Regions from separate parts of the Bombyx mori genome. Here region 2 is linked to region 1. Evidence: chromatin contacts called from public Hi-C data. All regions are on one chromosome and are shown on one strand. The core of a region is the stretch at or near the end of the contact, and the rest is flanking DNA. Distances in the headings are between cores, read along the strand shown.

Region 1 (2,700 bases), core at 118-2,617:
TTCTGGTTGAAAAGCGATATTTTTTTATTTAATTTTACTATCCTGATAAATTTCTTAATCCCAATTATAGTAAAAGCGAATCAGAACTAATCCGATTTTTAGGTCTTCGGGGAACCCTTGACAGATAGATAGACCATACAATAAAATTGGAACATCTATCTCATATCTTAAAGTCGAAGCTTATTGGGTTCAGAAACCTCCGAACACCAGGTGGCCATGAGAAATTTTCGTCTACAAATCCCAAACAAAAAAAATCTCATATTTAAATACTTTAAGTTCTGTGAAATGGTCTGTTTTTACGCGGTGTTTTTTCTCTTAATTTTTATTCACTAGTAGTACATTTACTTAGTCCATTTAGAGTAATATTATTTTATTAATATCTGATAGCGTGTTATCAGTATTGACTCACATTACGAAGCTAAAGATATCGCAATGGTAGGATTGCTTGAGAACTTAGTCATTCAATTTACAGAGAAACCGGTATAACAGGAAACCAACACTTATTTTTCTGTAAGAAATTTTGAATCCGCTTTTGTTCCGGTCTTAAAACAGCCTGTTTTTTTTTGGCTATTAATATTGAATTAAAAGATACTTTAAACGAAAAAATCACGTAGTTGAGTCTGTACATGATATTAACAAAGAATATTTAATTTTTGAAAGTAAGTTGTAACAAAGACCACGGAACAAAGATCAATGTGCCAACGTGGGCCGTAATATCGGCACAAGAGCAGGTAAAATAGCAGTTATTTTTTTACCTTTTGTATACTGTGCGGCCGTCACCGTCAGAGAGTACAGCAGTAGAGCTGTAAGCAAGCCCATCTCACTCTTGCGCGTGTGCATGTTTCTTACAATTAATAATTTCTATCACGTCACTATAGCAAAAACTTGTCACCAACTCTGAAGACGCTCTCACAGAGTCTCGTAATCACACTATACACGCACACTATCACAGAACTCAAACGCACATCCATTTGAAAAAATGTTCGTTTATCCGATAAGGTAGGTAACCAACCAACTCGCTCGTGGGACGAAGTACCTATGCAGGTAAACGAGTAAGCCTATTAAGTTTCAAGTGACTTAAAACTATTCGTTTCTCAATGTTTTACATGAATTAAACACTAATAGATGCGAAGGAAACGGTAGTTCTGCCCAATTTTATGTTTGAAAACTTCATATTATTTCGTAGAATAATTTCGAAGTTCAGAGCGAGATCGGGCGTGACGCGAGACACGACCACCCGTCGCATCGTTCGCGGCAGACTGATGTGAAGTGAGCGAACAATCAACAAGTTGCAAAGCGTGTTTCGGCGGGCCGTTGTATCAGACGCTTGGAGCATGCGCCATCCGTTTCTGTGTTCACACTCGACTAGCACAATGTTGACACGACGCTTCCGCCGCGATTTGCGCGCCCTTACGGCCAACCACTGAAACTAGTAAACTGGTTGTTTTTCGCGCAAAAACCAAGAAAGATCTCGCCGCTTACAGCTCACGAACTTGTTTTAAGTCTGCATCTAGTTATTCAACGTACAGAAATAAAATTAAAGTCTACTTTCTAGGATGCTTAACGTTTATTTTTGTTTTCTAACATCTCACAAAACATTCTTTACGCTCAGTTGCTTTTGAATCTTTGTTATTTTTACAACTACTAAATTCTTGTTCACCTTTCCCACTCTTTGATACCTGTAGTAGAAAAATAAATACAAAAAAATCGGGCATTGAATTAATTTAAAGTAAATCAGATTATAGCTAGAATTACCGACCTTGTAATTCACGTACAAGTCAATGTTCTGTATGTATCTAGTTCTAGTCCTCAGGCCAGGGCCACAGACGCCAGCGTGGGGCGTACACGGCGTCCATTCACCCCACTCCCCGGCGCACGATTCACCGAGAAGGCTCTGTCGCGATTCCGCCAACACCGGTTCTAACACTGGGGCACTGAATAATGAATAAAATTCAAAAATGTTCGAAAATAACTCTTGTTGCTGTGAAGCGCAAAAATGAATAGTTGCTTACTCTTGTTGCAATTCTTCTTCAGCATTTTGACCTAAAAAAATAAATTTAACTTATTAAAGTACATGGTTAAAAGAATATGAATTTTACCTGACGTAGATTAGAGATGAGATCACAGTGTGATTACCGTAGACATAAGGTGAAAACGAAAATCGAACTGCCCACCTTTAGACAGAATGATTTCCTTCAAATCGTTACCAATTTCGCAATAGATTTGGGAAGTCGGAGATTTTGGAATCGTAAAGTCATGACTCCAAGCCGACTTAACCTAATAGGTGTATGGCTCTAACAAAGAATAAAAAAAAAAGTCATGACTCCGCTGTTTGTGGGATTGGTGATATGAGTTTGCCTCATCACTAGTGATTGTCTGAATCTTAGACTAGAGGTGCATAAAATATAAAGAACAAAAAGGTGATTACCTTCACTACAGTCTATGCCAATAAGAGGATACACATCCAGCCTTCGCACTTGTAAAATAGCAAATGGAGCCAAATCATTGAGGTTCATCTGATAAAAGGGCGAATCTCTATCGAACGATCCGATTTCGACGCGCTCTATATTGTCCACAGGTTGACTCATGGATTTTGGTGACTGGAACGCAGAACGATCATAATGAAAACAAATTCAACTAAAATAAATTTTTGCATTCCGAAAAATAAAGTCCACCTCATAAGAAACTCCGTCCACGATT
Region 2 (2,700 bases), core at 66-2,565, 52 kb before region 1:
TTTCAGGTAGCATTTGGCCCCATGCCACCACCCTCATTATCTGCATAACGCTGATGTGGGTGTAATAAAATAAGAGCCAGCTGGATTTTCGGATTAGGAGGAGGGTCTTGATAATCGCATTAACATCTGAAGAGAGGTTGCGTGGACGAAGACTTGCTTAAATAGGCACAAATTATAATTTTATGTTGTAATCAGGATGGCCCTGTACACATAAGATCGTTAAGAAAGAGCTAAATGTAAGTAACAAAACGTTGCCTCCAATGAACACTGCTCTAACTCCAAATTCGTAGGTTTACAGGAGGAGAGTTTAAACGAAAAAAGTTGGTAAAATCTTTATTATTGCAGATATATTTATGTTTTTTTCTTGTGTAACTAGCTGATTTACTCTTGCTTCGAACCCCATCAATAATGAATTGGTAATACTTTTAAAATAGTGAAGCGATTTGCGGGAAAAACGAAAATTTCAAAATTTTGAGTTAGGGTAGTGTTCATTGGAGGCATCGAAAAGATATATTGACGGACCAGAAGAAAGATAAATCAGACGATGTATGTTGAAAAAAAAAGCGAGATTTAAGATCAAATTTTTTTTTGTCTTCAGCAGCAGGCAGTGACTCGGTTATGGCATTCTTGTTGTCCATAACCAGCGACGCTGACTACTAAGTGACCTGTTATCATCTGCGTACAAGGCAATAAGCAATTTGCTGGTGGCAGGACCTCTTGAGGGTCCGCGCGGGTAGGTACCACCACTCTATTTCTGCCGTGAAGCAGTAATGCGTTTTGGTTTGAAGGGTGGGGCAGCCGTTGTAACTATACTTAAGACCTTAGAACTCTAATCTCAAGGTGGGTGGCGCTTTTACGTCGTAGACGTCTATGGGCTTCAGTAACCACTTAAAACCAGGTGGGCTGTGAGCTCGTTCACCCACGAAGCAATAAAAAAAAATCAATTTTGCGCTGTTTTCTTTTAAAAATGACTTCTCTCAAACTGTTGTAGAAACATTTTCGTCGAGACCATATCTTTAAGGCGAAGAAGAAGAGGAAATGATTGCAAGAAGTTTATCGACAAAGGTAGCAGATTGGCTATATAATCGAAGATAACTACTAATCTCGTCTGACACCGATGACTAAGAATACCAATATTTTAATTCAACGGCTCATATTTATTCAGCCTTCCCCAAAACACGTAATGCTAAAACCGACCACATGACAATGTGTTGTGAATGACAACAGGCAGCAGAACTGCGTTCATTAAATAACATTAGACAATACAATAGAATGACTGTACATACGTTGTCTCAAATGTGTAATGTTGTGGTGTGTAGCTCACACTCGTGTATGTGTCAAGGTCTTTGGAGATACCTAAATGTATGTACTGTAAAATATTTCTAATTCCACCTATAGAATGTGGTTAAACCCGATACGGACAAACTTTTGTCTATTGGAACTTCGATCTAAATCTCGCGAGATAGGAGACGGGATTAACGTAGGATCTATTTATTGGTGTCCAGTAATAACTAAGTGAGCGTTGCATTCGTCCTCCGATTTCGAATTAAACTAATATCGAATTGATTTTCGCGTATATGACGTTTTTTGAAAACTACACGTAGCATCTGAAGGTTTTCAAATATTTATATAGACTAGAGGTCCCGCAGTAGTCGAAATTCGACTATAATTAATTGGAATTGTAAGTTTGTACACTATTATGATTGTATTTTATACTTCTGTAATGACAAATTTCGCCAAGACTACACTATAAAAATATCAAAAAAGACAAACAATATTTAATCTATTCTCAATTTGACAACAGACGTCAAGAACAAAAGTTTGACAATAAATAGTATGCATGCGTGTGTGCGTCAAATAAATGGTATGTAGTGTGTGTAATGTTTTCTTTATTGATTTCATATATCTTTTATGTATTATTTTATAAAAATATTAGCATTGTGCACTTCTTCTCTATATTCTCTATAGGTGTGGAAAGTTTCATACTCCTCCGTCCGCGCAATTTTCGTAAAAAGGGATACAAAGTTTTTGCTTCACGTATTAATTAATATTTATATAGATTATTTCATGTCAATTCACTAACACACATATCTTATTTGCCAAACACATTTTCAGAATTTCGTACAAGTAGGTTAACACTTAACACTCTCGTTAGTTTTGAAATTAAAAACTGTTTTATTCTAAATACCACAATGCTTACCTCACCAATCGCCATATTCGATCATCGTACTTACATAATATATTCTGTAATTTACCTGCAACAAAAAAAAAAAACCTTCGTTTAGACCTTCTAGGCGAAATTAATATATGACTAGCTGTACCCGTCCGCTTCGCTGGCCATTTAAAATTAACTTTATTATTTCTCACCCCCACAAAGATTCTCATCATTAACGCCCCCGCAACTGGTGTAGGGAGTCCAACACTCATATCAATATAAGCCTATCCATTAAGTACATGTATTTTCTACATGGATACTAAGTTTCAAGTCAATCGGATGCATGGTTCAGTAGTTATAACGGAACATACGTAAAAACCACTGTAGATTTTTATATTAGTATATAGAAAAGAATGATTCAGCTAGATAATACCATCGAGTTGATAAGAAATTATTTACATAAAACACCACAACCATCGTCATCATTACAAGAGTTAAATCTTTATTTTATTTTTATTGCCTTTGTAGGCAGACGGGCGTACGGC

What was found. Hi-C and Micro-C count contacts between places; a contact is called where the count stands out from the background.
Region 2: a contact with region 1 is called in a Hi-C map of whole pupa, with 1.7 times the contacts expected there. The contact joins the enhancer-like site here to the promoter of LOC100127100 in region 1. A contact is called at or near these places in 3 of 7 Hi-C or Micro-C datasets (posterior silk gland and whole pupa).

Annotation. Positions count from the first base shown.
Region 1 is chr7:8,435,367-8,438,066 of ASM3026992v2, reverse strand. LOC100127100 (1-cadherin) reads right to left here and starts at 1,367. Exons shown (of 24, transcript XM_021351441.3): 1 at 756-1,367. The coding sequence starts at 840. It overlaps LOC101745107 (spondin-2), which reads right to left. Exons shown (of 9, transcript XM_062669422.1): 6 at 2,676-2,700; 7 at 2,429-2,600; 8 at 2,013-2,043; 9 at 1,549-1,934. The coding sequence ends at 1,589.
Region 2 is chr7:8,487,741-8,490,440 of ASM3026992v2, reverse strand. All of the region lies in intron 1 of LOC100127100 (1-cadherin), which reads right to left. Among protein-coding and RNA genes, the nearest start is that of LOC100127100, 52 kb to the right of the region's middle. Within about 2 kb of position 1,315, at least 4 of the 8 cell types and tissues checked have open chromatin away from gene starts, as enhancers often do.